Linked DNA regions of Anser cygnoides: all the other regions are linked to region 1. Evidence: chromatin contacts called from public Hi-C data. All regions are on one chromosome and are shown on one strand. The core of a region is the stretch at or near the end of the contact, and the rest is flanking DNA. Distances in the headings are between cores, read along the strand shown.

The links. A called contact is a pair of places that touch in the nucleus more often than the background predicts.
Region 2: a Hi-C map of liver shows a contact between it and region 1, with 5 times the contacts expected there. The contact joins two enhancer-like sites. A contact is called at or near these places in 2 of 7 Hi-C or Micro-C datasets (both in liver).
Region 3: a contact with region 1 is called in a Hi-C map of liver, with 4 times the contacts expected there. The contact joins two enhancer-like sites. A contact is called at or near these places in 2 of 7 Hi-C or Micro-C datasets (both in liver).
Region 4: a Hi-C map of liver shows a contact between it and region 1, with 2.4 times the contacts expected there. The contact joins two enhancer-like sites. A contact is called at or near these places in 2 of 7 Hi-C or Micro-C datasets (both in liver).

The regions. Positions count from the first base shown.
Region 1 is chr23:4,501,857-4,505,392 of Taihu_goose_T2T_genome, forward strand. ENO1 (enolase 1) reads left to right here. Exons shown (of 12, transcript XM_048067332.2): 8 at 194-391; 9 at 628-829; 10 at 1,221-1,329; 11 at 1,759-1,817; 12 at 2,315-2,780. The coding sequence ends at 2,384. Among named protein-coding and RNA genes, the nearest start is that of ENO1, 12 kb to the left of the region's middle. Within about 2 kb of position 1,680, at least 1 of the 3 cell types and tissues checked has open chromatin away from gene starts, as enhancers often do. A contact at or near this core is called in liver, where this site is marked.
Region 2 is chr23:4,727,590-4,731,125 of Taihu_goose_T2T_genome, forward strand. All of the region lies in intron 11 of RERE (arginine-glutamic acid dipeptide repeats), which reads left to right. Among named protein-coding and RNA genes, the nearest start is that of SAMD11, 23 kb to the right of the region's middle. Within about 2 kb of position 1,907, at least 2 of the 3 cell types and tissues checked have open chromatin away from gene starts, as enhancers often do. A contact at or near this core is called in liver, where this site is marked.
Region 3 is chr23:4,701,324-4,704,859 of Taihu_goose_T2T_genome, forward strand. It overlaps RERE (arginine-glutamic acid dipeptide repeats), which reads left to right. Exons shown (of 23, transcript XM_066982188.1): 11 at 52-132. Among named protein-coding and RNA genes, the nearest start is that of SAMD11, 49 kb to the right of the region's middle. Within about 2 kb of position 1,593, at least 1 of the 3 cell types and tissues checked has open chromatin away from gene starts, as enhancers often do. A contact at or near this core is called in liver, where this site is marked.
Region 4 is chr23:4,677,448-4,680,983 of Taihu_goose_T2T_genome, forward strand. The region is part of intron 10 of RERE (arginine-glutamic acid dipeptide repeats); the gene reads left to right. Among named protein-coding and RNA genes, the nearest start is that of SAMD11, 73 kb to the right of the region's middle. Within about 2 kb of position 1,639, at least 2 of the 3 cell types and tissues checked have open chromatin away from gene starts, as enhancers often do. A contact at or near this core is called in liver, where this site is marked.

The DNA.
Region 1 (3,536 bases), core at 430-2,929:
CAAAAGCAGTATTGAAGTAGTAGACTGTTTAAATTAGTGTAGAAGCTGCAGCGTTAACATTTTGTGTGGCCTTTGGGCTTTCTATAGGGGGTAACGGAGATTCCTGGCCGAGTGAATATACTGTTGTTGGTAACTGATTAGCTTCGTGTTGAGGTGTTGAGCAGGAACTCACCAATGCCTAACTGTGTTTCAGCCCTGGAGCTGCTGAAGACTGCCATCGGTAAGGCTGGCTACTCTGACAAGGTTGTCATTGGCATGGATGTGGCTGCCTCAGAGTTCTACCGTGATGGAAAGTACGACCTGGACTTCAAATCCCCCGATGATCCCAGCAGATACATTTCTCCTGACCAGCTGGCTGACCTGTACAAGGGCTTTGTGAAGAACTACCCAGGTAAGTCCTTCAACCAGGAAGCAAAATAGTTGTGGAGAAATAGGGGTTGATTGAAATAATTTAGGATGCAGCCTCCCTTGTCTGCAGATCACAAGCAGAACAAACCAGCTTTCTAGGAGTTGTAGCCATGTTTTTTTGGGGTGGGTAATGCTTGTTTGAAAGCAGGGTTAGCAACGTGCTGCAGGCCTGACCTTTCATGGTGGTATTTTGTTAAATCTCCTTCTGTCTTCCTCTAGTGGTGTCCATCGAGGACCCATTTGACCAGGATGACTGGGCTGCCTGGAAGAAGTTCACTGGCAGCGTTGGCATCCAAGTGGTTGGTGATGATCTGACTGTGACCAACCCGAAGCGTATTGCCAAGGCAGTGGAGGAGAAATCCTGCAACTGCCTCCTCCTCAAGGTCAACCAGATCGGATCGGTGACAGAGTCCCTACAAGCGTAAGTTGTTCTCCCTTCTTAGCCATGTCACGGAGGGGGATCCTTGAGTGCATGAGAGGGGGACTGTGTAATTGAGGGGGATGAACGTAGAGAACAGTGCAATAGAAATCTGATCGGACATTAGTGAGGCGACTAAAAGGTAACTCATAGAGGCTATTGGCAAGCAAGCCTGTACCTTCATGGCCTTGAAGTCACATGGGCGCGTCGAACACTGCTTAAGCATGTGTAAAAGCAGCTTGTTATCACTGTTTTCACGTGATTCTAGCCCTGACATACCAAAGGGCAGTTCTGTCTTGCCAAAGCAGAGAATACCTGGTGCTTGGCAGCAGCATTAGAGCGAAGGTCGCTATGCAAATAGGGTGGTGTGACGCTTTGCCTGTCTTTCTTCCAGCTGCAAGCTTGCCCAGTCCAATGGCTGGGGCGTGATGGTGAGTCACCGCTCTGGAGAAACAGAAGATACCTTCATTGCTGACCTGGTGGTCGGCCTCTGCACTGGTCAGGTTGGTGTCTGTACCTGCTGTAGTTCGCTTCCTTGTCTGATTAGACAGTGCCATGGTGCATAGCAGGTGGGGTCTGCTGTGACTTAAGGCATGAAGACTTCCTGCTCCTATGTACAGGAAGCTGATCTGCCTAATGGGACTGTGACATGGGAGCATGTTATCTTGTGTAAACTCACCTTTAGCCATCAATTAAACTTCTGAAAGTGAACTCCATTGGGTGTGTCAGGATTTGATACGGAAGCTGTTCCAAAGTGAACATTCCTTATTGCTCCTGAGCACTATCATGTTTGAGTGTACGGGTATTCAAAGCCTGGTGCTGAAATCAAGCTTGTAATTGCGCTTATTACTCTAAATAGAGTAGTTTTGTAATTGCATTCATGGCCTTACTTCTGCTATAGTTCCTGACCAACCTTCTGATTTCCCTTCCAGATCAAAACTGGTGCCCCCTGCCGATCTGAGCGCCTAGCCAAGTACAACCAGCTGCTGAGGTGAGACTTGAGATGGGCAAAGGGATAAGGGCTAGGCCTGACATAAAATGGATGCTCCACTAATGCATTCAGGGCACAGCTTGCTCTTCTGTGCAGCTTAAGGACAAACTGATGCTAGTAGAAATGCTTTTGGGCTGGTGCCCTGCCTGCAGAGCTGGCAGTGGGATGAATGATGAGTTGAATGGGTTATGGTCATAATGGAGACACAAAAGGGGAGCCTCGCACAGTGTTCAGTGACGTTGTCTCTGTGAAGTTGTCCTTCTGACTGCATGATGCAGTTGCCTTGGGCAAGCGTTTCAAATGTCTGAGCAGAGTTGGGTAAGGTGAGGGTTACTGACCAGGGCAGCTAAATGTGTGATTGTTCAAGTTGCTTGGGGAAACTGACTGGTGACCCTGATGGTACCCTCAGTGCCTCTTAGATCAGGTGGTTTGGTGTAAGGTCAGCGGCTGTGCCAATGCAGTTCTGCTCACTCAGCTTTTTCTTCCCTTGTCTTCAGAATTGAAGAGGAGCTTGGCAGCAAGGCCCGCTTTGCTGGAAGAAACTTCAGGAACCCTCGCATCAACTAAGCTGCGTGGATCAGACACCCCTGTTCTGGTTTAAAGCACTAGTCACCTACTTAGATCACAATTACCCGTATTAGAAAGATGAGGGCAGCTGAAGGAAAAAGACCGGTTTGCAGGTCCTCTCCCTCCCTAGATGACTCCTTCACCTAGTGTTTCCACCAGCTCTGATCTGTTACTTGTAACAATCTGCTTTTGTAGAACAATCCCAGTGAGGTTTTGTGTTAAACATGCTCCGGAACCATGACCCGTTGACGCTGGGCATAAGCAATTCCCTTCTCTGCCTGTCTGGTCTTTGATGTTTGGAGCTGTTTGACTTGCAGGACAGCAAGAGGTACCTACAAACAGAGATAGTAGTGTTTTTACATGTGATAAATAAAAAGCATCAAACAACCCAACAAAGTGTGGCTTTGAGTTGCTTTGGGGGGGGTGAGGAAGAGGGGTACCTGTGTCTGCATAAGTGTGTCCTGTTTCAGGGTGCAGAGTGAGAGTTGGACTAATCACTGTGCTTTGGGGGTGGACTTAAATTGCTTTGTGACAAATACACGAATAATTAGCTGTAAGTACGTGCCTGCAATCAAAAAGTGGCCTTCAAGGATGTTTTTTGTGAAGGTGGGATGAGACATAGGTTTTGAACTATGAGATCAGTTACAATCCCTGAGGGAAAGAGAGAAGCTCAGGGCCTCCTTAATTCAGCAAAGGTAAGCTGTGTCTGGGCGAGTGCTGTGATTGTTTATCGTAGACCATTGCAGATCTCTGCTCTGTCTTTTTATAGCATTACTGGGGGGGGGGAAGCAGTGCTGGCCTTGGTGTATAGCAAGAAGCTGACAGTTAACCATCTTGAAGGTAATTTGCAGCCTCCCTCTTGATCTGCTGCTGCTATATGGTGTACTTCAACAGGACGTGAGCTGTGGGACAGTACTGCTCCCAAACCCTTCTGCTCGGAAGAGGAAACTCAGGGGAAGCCCCTGAAATCTGTTGTAACAGCGATTCTAGGAGGCTGTGATATTTTTCATAGAGACTTTTATGTAACAGCGCAGGGAACCCTGGTATGAGTGGGATGCCATGTTGAATTAAAACCAAAACCTTAATTAAAAACTGCTGTATTTGTTTTATCATCACTAATAGCACTCTTAATACAAGGTGTAATTGAAAGTT
Region 2 (3,536 bases), core at 657-3,156, 230 kb after region 1:
GCAGCCTGCCAGGACTGTGCTTCGTAAGGATGAATTTAGCCCAATTAGCCTGGTTTTGGGTTTTGAAGGACTTTAGAGCCCGACGGTCACTGCTGGACTCTTCATGTGGCATGAGGCCCGATCGGTTGTACTTCCCACAAAGGATTGATCTTGGCCTGTTTATTAATCTTCTGTCTCTTTGTTTGCTTACCCTCTGTTACAAAAGGGTGTGCTGAGACGTAATTTGTAGGTACTTCGTTGGTTTGTCACCGAAGGGAGGATGCTCTACACTGCTGGAGTCTTGCTGTGTTACTGAAGATAAATGCTGTTTGTTTCTGTTTTCCAGTGAGAGATTATTTACATCCTACCAGGTGTATTTCTTTCTGTTGCTTTTCCCTAATTTGCAGTCCCTGTTCACTGCCTCCTTTCTACTTTCGCTTCAATTACTCTTTGTCCATTCCCGTGCATAATTTTATTGTAGGAGTTGGGTTTAGTTTGCCCTCTCCTGTTAGCCTGAGTGTTTTTTTTTTTTTAATTATAATTTGTTAATGAGGGGAAGTATATTCTCTTGGGAGAATTTCTGTGTGTTTAGGTAAAGCGAAAAACGAAATTATTTTAGTCTCTTGGCTGTTTCGGGAACTCTGGAGCGAAATGTTGAGGTTGAAACATGTTTCAGTGCTACCAGGAGCGGCACAGTGCTGCAGTGCCCTGTTGTGTCGTAGGCCTGCGTCAGCTGCCTGAAGAAAAGCCAAATTTGTGGGAGATGGAAGCTCTGTCTGTTCCCGGCCTGTAGAGGACTAAGCAAGGTAGCGGTGCTCAGCTAGCAGGAACAATTGGAAAGCACAAAGCTGTATAGGATTGCAGGTTTTTTCCACAACAAAATGAAACCCAGAAGCTACAGATGGAGCCTCAGCTGGGTTCCCAAGGAAGTCTGTGGCTGTTCCTCTATTTGGGGTGAATTGACAGTTTGGCAAAAAATCCCAAAGACTTATCCTGGGTTTCTTATACACCGATATCCTCTGTTGCTTCCCACTTGGCCAGACAGTTTTTTCAGGAGTTTGAAATCCAAAAGGAACTGAAGGAGCTTATCTTGCTGTTCGCAGAACAAGAAGCAGATTATTAGGACGGCCGATCTTCTCCTAAAACTGTAGGTAGAGCTCTTAGCAGAGACCAGGCAGAGCCAGCTGCATTGCCGTCCAAAAGATAAAACACCAAGCTGCAGATAAAATACCGAGGCTTTCAAAATGTGCGAGAGAACCGAGACCTGCGGGATGTTCCTTCGAAAGCACCACGCGATTTTTAATACGTGCTTTGTAGCGTCGGTAAAATACTGCTTGGGTTTTAAAAGTCCCTCTTAAAATTCAGTAATGTTTCAGAGGATGCAGTGCTCCTGTGCACCGAAGGTGGGCATTAATCAGTGCTACTGAACAAGCTGCTGAGACTTATTGCTTAATTAGAACATATGCAAACCCATTTGTCACAGCTGACAGAGGCACCCAGACCGAGCGCACAGCTGTAAAAACGCCGAGGTTCGACCCTCCTGAACTGCACCTCGGCGGTGCGCTTCCTCGTCCCTGCTGCTGTTTTTCTGTACTCGAGCTCCTCTAATCCTCGCAGCTTTGGGGCACGGGGATGTGTGTGATGGTGGGACCGATCCCTCCTGGGCTGGGTCAGGGGTCAGGAAGCAGCAGGACGCTGGGCTGGGCTGCAGGTGCCTGCTAGGAAGCTGCCATTTCGCAGATTTGGGCATGGGTAGCCCCTTGTCTCGATTTGCCCCCCCATCTCGATTTGCCCCCCCGTCTCGATTTGCCCCCTGGCACACAGACACTTGAGCAGATGCTCTCACCGGCGCTGGTCAAGCCCGGGGGCTCACTGCACGAGGAAGGTGCTGGAGACTCTTCTCACCACGGGACCTGTGTTGAAGTGGCCTGAGTGAATAAAATCTCGCTGCATTCCGGGAAGATGGTGAATTCATTAAGACCACAGCTGGACAATCTGTTCCCCTCCGCTCTGCCTGCCTGCCGGTAGGGCCACTGAAAGGAGTTGTTGTTTACCTCTTCTGTTTAATTACAGGCAAGCTATCCCCCCCCGATTTTTTTTTTACTCCTCCTGACAGTGCTAGGCTCTGGGGAAATTAACCAGCAATTATTATGTTTGCTCACTCCGTTCTACCAGAACAGATACTTGAAGGTAAGTTGATGCATTCGTGCGATCGCTCCGTAGGAGCAGGCTGCTGCAGCGGGGCTGCCGGGGCCTCTCACAGCAGCAGTGAGCACACAGTGTTAATCCTTTGTTTACCTAAGGCAAGACTAAACACAAACACAGGGCACAGCTTGTACTGTGTATTTTACATTTGAAAACTGCTGATAAGAAGTGAGAAAGCAGGGCAGGCCGCACTCTGCCTGCTGGCAGTTTGCGGAAGGTGGGGAAGAGTTAACAAGGGCTGCCCTGGTGTCCTGCAACGTGGCTGCAGAGCTGGGCTGAGCTGCTAAAAAATTTTAGCAAGGGTGAGGGCAGGGGATGAAACTGGTGGGAGAGGTCAGAAGGGTGCCCCCGTGCCAAGGAATTAACCCTGGCTCCAGTGCCGGACTGCAGAGGAAGCTGTGCCGCTGCTGGAGAGGATCTGAACCGTTCCTTTCTCTTTACAAATAATCCCCAGCACAGATGTAAAGGGAGATGAAGCATGACTTTCTTCTGTGTACCTACAACGTGGGGTGAAATGGCCTTGGCAGGAGAAGGCAGGAGATTTGAGGAGCTGTGAGCTCCCGATGGGTTTCAAAATTGGTGAAAGCTGAACCTGGCGAGGAGCATATCCCCTCCGTCGGGAGCCTTCGGGAGCTGGAGGGTGGCCGTCCTGGAGGGAAGGTAGTGATAAAGTCCTGAGTGAGGCTTCCCACGTTGCTTTATGTGGGTTCGATAAACCACTTGGGACATTTAATCAGACCTCAAAGCCAAAAAATGGAGTTGCGTTGGCTGGAAAGATGCGGAGCTGCTCGTCTGAGGAGTGGTGCTGAAGCAGGCTAACAGGGCACTCGGTGGTGGTTTTCCTTCTGGATACCGGCTCAGTACCTAGAAGGGATGCCGGGACACGGGACCCCTTCCTGCAGAGCCCTTGTGTCTCAGCACCAACACCGGGAGCGTTGCTGGAGGAAAGGTTTGGGGGTGCTTTGAGGGGCCCTTCGGTGAGCGCTGGTGTTGCTCATTTACACCTGTGTCGAGGGTTGCTTTAGTGTGCTGTTGGTCCCAGAGCTTGATGCAGCAGGGGCACGTGTTGGTTGCAGGCAGGAGAAGAGGGCACTGGAAGCAATCAGACAGTCCTTCTTGCAAAAGCGGTCTCCTCTGGCCAGTCTGCGCCCTTCAGGCTGCTGGAGTGGGCCAGGGGACGGCCCTCAGGGTCGCTGCTTTGAGCAGCGGGTGCAGCCCTCCCCAGCCTCCCGTGCAAGTCGTGTCCCTCCTCCTCCATCAGCCAAGAGACCGCACCACAGGTAGCAGTCTTGGTGGTCTCCTCCCTTCCTTAATCTCTCTCCAGAATTTGGAAACGGGGAGCAAGTCAGGCA
Region 3 (3,536 bases), core at 343-2,842, 200 kb after region 1:
TTTTTGTTTTCCCCTCTGCTGACATGCTATTTTTGTTATCTTTTATCGCAGAAACGTTTTATTAAGGGGTTGAGGCAGTACGGCAAGAACTTCTTCAGGATCCGAAAGGAGTTGCTTCCGAATAAGGAGACTGTGAGTACATTCGGACTTTATGTAATTTGCTTTTTCTCCTGCTGCTTCAGTGTTTGATCTCGCAGAACTGTTTCCTTTTCACCCCGAATTTGATCCCTTTCGGATTAATGCAAGAGAAAACGTACAGCCGGAAAAGGTGGCTGTAATTTTTAGTGCAGTTTTTAGGTCTTAGCGTGAAAGCTGTTACATAAAATCGGCGTCGTTGCTGGACCGAGTCATTAAGGTTGGATGAAGTGTATTTCTGGGGGGCTAAATCTAATTTTAAATTCTGACATTGCGATGGGATAATACATTTATGTCACCAAGTTGGGCTCGAATGGCAGCGGGTAATTAAAGAAAGCCGAAAACAAAACAGAATCTAATTGAACGTGGAAGGAGGAGGAGGTATGTGCCGCTGCTCTCCGACCTGCACCATCCGTGGTGGCGTTTTTAACTCCTCGCTTCCTGAAGCGTGCGGACAGCAGAGGTGGAACTTGAGTTTCTGAATCGATCTGAACTTCATCAGGCTGCCTAACTGTCAAATTCTATTAAAAACCCTGGCAAGTGCTTAGGAGGAGGGCGGGCAGGGAGGAGTGGTTGACTTCTTCAAAGGAAAGAAGGGTTGGGAAGCCTTGGGAATCTAGTTAGTTTTCCATTAGTCCTAATTGCCGAGCCTCTCTAGAAGCTTCGGTTTCCATTCTGCAGGTGTCATTTAACTGCTGGGAGGGCGGTTTTAGAAAGCAGCGTTCGTGTTTGTTCTGAATTTAGAAGGGGGGATAACTCCATGAAAAGTGAGGCAGAGTAACTGGTTTTTAGCATTTTCAGTGTGCTTGCATTAATGGTTCTGAAAATATTTATTTAAAGCATAACCAAGAAGAGGTCGTTTAGACTTTTTGTTTGTTTGTGTGGAACTTGGATGAAAGGAGGAGCACTGCTGTGAAAATATTTTACAACCTGTAAAACCTGCGTACTGTAAGATGCTTCCTTTCTCCCCTTCTGAGATGTTCTTGTGACGTGACCCTGTGATATCAGTCTTTCATCAGTAAATAGCTAATAAGTGTGTGAGTCAAATAGGAAGGGGAGGGTGAAGCGATTCCTGGGGTGCCTCAGCCAGCGTCTCTGTTCACCGATTGCCTTGAGAACGACAGGAAAACTTAGTTACCGAGCAAGTGTAGGTAGACCTTGCTTTGGTATTTAGTTGGATTTTGAGGCACAATTTTGAGGCCCAATGTTGGAAAGATGGCAGCTTAGAAGGAATGCTGAAAGAGTGTGCTCCTAGCAGCACATAGTCAGCTTCAGCAGCCCTTTCGTCTCCGCTTTAGAGCAACTCCTAGCAATGCATTTAGGACAGATTTGGGTTTACTTTAGAATGCATTCTGGTGATAGTGAAGTTACCAAGAGGCAAAAGTACTCTTTTAAAGTTTGAATTACAGTGAGTATGAAATACAGCTTTAAATAAAACATGTCTCTTTGTGCTAGAGAAAAAGAGTTTGCAGGAGAAAAGAAAAACTAAAGACCTGAGAGCTGGGGGCATGTGCCTGACCCTGTTTCTGCTACTTGACTTCTGCTGTTTGCGTTTGGATATCAGGCCGAAGGCTCTGTAAAAGGTTTGCAAGTGGTGTGAAATTCGATACAGGCTATTATTGTGCAAGTGGTAGATTTTTGTTTCATTAGGTCTGAATTTTTACTGTCGGGAAGACTAACTACTAAGTTTGAGCAACTGGAAGCCGTGTGTTCGTGGTTTTGAGCAGGCTGTTTTAGCCTCTAGTGGTAACTGATCTACAAGTAACCTTTGACCGACAACAGATTGTTTAATCTCTGTTTCCTATTTTTGCCCACAGGTCTCCCTTCTGCTCTCTTTTAATTCCCACTCTGTTTTCAGACAAAATTTGCAGCAGTTTTGCTGTAGTAAGACCCACAGGATAAAGGCTGTAGTAAATAGTATCTGCCTATCCAGTTTTGCTTTTCCTCCTTAGAGTGGTATGAGGAATATTGCAAATTACAAGGTTCTGGAATTAATTTGTGTATTTTTAGGTCATCAGAATAACTTCAGAGACTTTGCTTGTCATTCTTCTATTGCGATGTGAAGTAACCCCCTAGCAATTCCAGAAATGCTAGAAAACAGGCCTTATTTTCCTGTTTAGCCACCATATTAACATGAGGTAGAACTCTAAAAGCCTTTATAGGCACACAAGGGAACTACAGCAACTCCCAAGTCCTGCAAAAGCTGCTTGAAAATGAGACAGGGACATTCTTGAAGTGACTTGCCCTAAATGGAAACCAGGTTATAGGTCAGTACAGCCTACACACTTCTTATTTATTAGGAGTTTACCTAACCAGTCGCTGAAGTCTGTGGCGAGGGGAGGCAGGCTTTTTTCTTCTCTGGAAAACCCACTTAAAGTTAAATCTCCTTATTTTCCTTGCTTTTTGTATAATGCATGCCTTTTCTAGATACTTAGGCTGCTTTCTCTGGGAAAGAACTCCTAATGCCTCCTTAAGCCCTGCAGTTGGAACATTGCAGCGGTGGAAGATAAGTAATACAATAGAAATACCAAATTACTGTGAAGACTAGGCCTATTTTATATTAAATCGAGCTGATGCTACTGTAAAGGAAGTCAGAAGTTAGAGGTTCATGTGACACTTTCTTTTATAATATTGGAAGGTGTACAGTGGCCATGGAGAGGTGAGAATTGAGCCATACTGTAGGAAGTTTTCACAAGCATGTTAAGAAATGCCCTATCTGAGTTGTGCCTTTGCTTTTTTTTCTCTCTCTGCAGTTCATGTGAGCTGTTAAGAAACCCCTGTGCTCCTCAGTGAATGTTTTAACTAATGTAACACGTTTTTTTCAACGTTTTTAACGTAGTTACTTCTGAATGAATAACCAGCCAGAAAAGATCTTTATGAAAGAAAATATTGACTTCATATCAAAGCAGTGTTTTTGTTTAGGTCTTCCCTCATCCAGTTTATTTCAAAGCAATTATGTCTAAGAGAGGTTCCCAGTGGGCACGAGCGTAAATAGCTGTAGCATTCTTTCTCTTCAGGCTTTTATGAGCAAGAGACACGGGAACTAAACCAGCTCTTATCTGAGCATGCCCCCTGCCGAAACGGGAGTGCTGAGGTTGATTAAGGAAAGCCAGTGGCTTTAAGGCTGGATCAGCGTTAACCGTGTGATGCTCTGGAGAAAAATTGCCTCCATGTAGATGGGCTTAAATAGAGCTTCTGAAACTTCCTTGGGTTTCTGCTCAACTGTATGTATCTGTCCCTCCATTCTCTTGTGTCCTTCCTTTCCCCTTCCTCTTGAGTAGCTCTCTCTTGTCGCCCAGTTTGGGAAGTACTCTTGTGTCCTTTGGGTCATGCTTACATTTTGGATTCTTCCCCATGGTAAGCCACGAACTTTTAGAGACATCTTTGTGACACGACCAGTT
Region 4 (3,536 bases), core at 389-2,888, 180 kb after region 1:
GCATGTCATTCATTCCTTCCTTCAGCCAGAGGTTGAGGTTTTTGGTCTATATGGCTTCAGATGGAAATTCCTGCTATTGATATTAGCCTACTAAAAGAGTAAGTGGTAGCCTATTAAAAGATTCTGCAGTCTGATGGGGGGGGGAACAACTTCTGACCTGAGAAAGACACCTTTTCAGAAAAGCTCTAATTGCCAGAGAAGGTGCTGGGAAAGCACTCCACACTCCCAGTCAAATGGACCACATTTTGTATTCTGGTGTCTTCTTGCAGGATTTGGGGGAGATGATATCTGTGCAAGAATTAAAAAGGCAAAGGTTTCTCCTTGTGGTTTGTTTGTTCTGCAGTTTAATTGCTGCAATTGTGAGATTGCTGCTGGCTTAATTTTTATGTGTATGACATAATGCAACTGCGCTTATTAAAGTGTTTTGTAGGGTTATAAATCACACGAAGTTGGGAGCAAATTCTAGGTTCTTAATTTGCTGACAGCTAGTAAACAAGCAGATTCTTATTCTTTCTGAATAAATAGCAATATTTGTTGCATTCAGCACAAAAGTTGCATTTTCTGGCAGCATGTGGAAACCAAATGCTGTTGTTACAACCCTTTGTTTGTCAGACCTTGCAGCTTGAGCTCACACAGAAGTACTTGACTGCAAACAGGGAGACACTTGTGCATTTTCACTATGTGGGAGAAGAGAAGTGCTGAACGAGTTCACTTGGATTAAGTCCTAAAAATATTTTGCATTTTAATGCTGCTGTTAAATGCACTTAACAAAATAGATTTATGTGAGATGTAATGTGTAAGAAGATGGTGCCTCCTTAGCAAGCTGACTAGGTATGTCTGGGTTGGTGAAAATGGAAAAAGGTTATTTCCTAGCTCAATAATTAGGTGGTGGTGTGCACTAAAATAGAAAATCAGATGGCTGAAATTTAGCTATGATAAAATATTTATCGAAGAAGAACCTCAGACTCGCTTGTGGTTTTTACCTTTCACTGTCCAAAAAGCTGCTTCTCTCATGTATGTTAATAAATATGGTCTAAATGGAAGTAGAAATTCAACTCGTCACGTGTACCTACCAGGTGTCTAAATGAAAAATCTGATTCGGGGCAAGACAACATGGTTCACGTAAAAGAGATGAGCAGTTTTGTGGATTGCTGGTTTTTTTTGGAATGAATGAAGTTTTAAGGTAGCTAATTGGTAGAGTAAAAGTACATTTGAAAACATAAATAAAAATACAATTTGTGTTCTTTTGTTAAGTAATTAAACTGGCATTGGTGCTGTAAAATAGAGCTGGTAATAGGTGGTGTTTTTATGGGCTCTTAACACTTTTTAATTATTCAGACGGTGGCTGGAGAGACTTTTTTTAAGCTCTAGTTTATCTAAAAGCCTTTCAAGGATTTATTCCAATGAATTGCGTGTACTTGCTCTCTCCTCATCCATACCCTTGTGCAAGAGCTAGATTAGGGCAGGCCAGGCTGTGTAAACCTGTGTTCAGGTCGGCTTTATTCAGAAGCCCAACAAAGAACCTTTGTGGTAAGGAGGGTGCCTGAAGTGGTAGGGTGGAAGAAGATCATGCGCTAGCACGGCAGCAAGGCGAGCAGAGGGTGAGTAAAAAGCCTAGAACGTGCTTTCCTAATACGGTTTTCGGCGATCTCGTCACAAAAGGGCATTTTGTTTGGGGCGCTGGCTGTTGGAACAAATGCTTCAAGTGCCTCGTGCTCGCTGTGTTTGTCCTCACGCTGTCATTACCTCCGTTTTCTCTGCCTACATTCTTTCTGTAGAATGGTTAAATTGAACGCTGCCAACTCCTCTTCTTCTGTGCTGAGGGTTTTTTTTTCATTCTCCTTGTTTTTTCCATCAGCTGCACTATGCTGAGAATGCCAGAGCTGCTGCAGCTCGGGGTTTTTGATCAGCAGTCCGTGTTAAATGGTAGAGAACAGAGCCTTGCGAGCAAGAAAAAGCAAAATTTACTGAAAAGTGAAACATTACTCCAAAAGTGCAGCCCCTGTGAGTGCAGACTAATGATCGTTAACTCTATAAATCATTGTCAGTCTCTGCTCGTTTTATCATATTTGTTCCTGTTCTGTTCCATCCAAGTTTCCAGAAACACTTGGCAGCCCTCCAGCCTCGGCAGAGCCAAAGATCAAACTGTGCTCTTATTTATAGACAGCTAAGCTCCACCTGCAGAACTTCATAGCTTGTTTGTCTCCGGCAGCTTGTAGAAAACTCCAGATTAAAGCAGCTGCACTGCACTCCTGAGCCTTTCTGGGGCTTGCAAGGCAAAGTTTCCTTCTCGTTGGCTCCGCAAACCTGCAGCAAACTCCTCCTGCGCCGTACGTAGGGTGCTGCAGCTGCACGGGAGCTCCACAACCACGTGTTTTTCAGAGGAAAAGACTGTGTCAAACCCCAAATCTGGCCAAAATAATTAAATTTCAGGGAGAACATTAGTGTTAAGTGTGTCCCCCCCATGTTGTGATGGGAAGCAATGAGAAGGAGGGAGCCTCAGGTGATGTGTGGTGGTGACCTGAGAGTGGCACTAGTGAGGGAGGTGGAAGACCTGGGTCCAAACCATGTCCCCGTTTGTGCTGGGCTTCATCTCCTCTTGCAGCCCAGCAAATACCTACCGAGTTATTTTTATAACTCATATGAATAGGCAGGTGCCACACCAGGCACTAAGCTCTGCTTAGTTAACCCCCTGAACTGGGAAAGGCTCTGTAAATGACCAGCTCCATCCCGGAATGGCTGAGGCTGGAGGCACCTCTGGGACCACCTGGTCCAACCCCTGCCCAAGCAGGGCCACGTAGAGCAGGTTGGACAGGACCACAACCAGAAAATAATTAATAAAACTAAGTCACAGCTTCCCTTGTCTCGTTTTTTTCCGCTCCTGCGATTCTGATCCTATAATATTCTCCTTCCCCCTTGTAGACCCCACAACAACACGCTCCCCCTTTTGTTATTATGAGTTAATTTTCTGCCAGCCCTGTAAGGTCAGTGTCCGAAAAGCTTTGCTGTAAGAAGAGGTGAGGTTGTATGGCCGGGCAGAGGGAAAGGAGCACCGGGGCAATGTCAGGTTAGCAGGTGGCAAAAGCAACCGAAGGGGAAGTGTGGGCACACTGATGGAGGGAAACAACTGGCTCGGTCCAAAAGTCAGTCTTCAAATGCTGTGCTTCCTTAGGTCAAAAATCCTCCGAGTTGGTTGGTGTGTTACTTGCATGAGTGTTTTGAGTGAGTTCCTACTGTGCCGGGGTGGTTACTGTAGTTCCTTCCTCTGTGTCTATGACAGCCAGGCTTTGTCCAGCACAGATCTCTGCAGCTTTCAGGAGGATTTGTGATCTGATGCTGTGTGAATAGCTCAAATTTATTGTAGTTAGCATTTAACTCTTTCTGCGGACTATCCGTTGCCCAAAGATTAAGCCTTTTTTGTTAATTAAAAGCACTTTGCTGCCTGTGACTGATCTATCCGGTAGGAGTTGCCTTGCAGTGATCAGAACTGATTAAAATAAAGGATGGAGGTTATTTTTACTACTGATGAAGTGGTT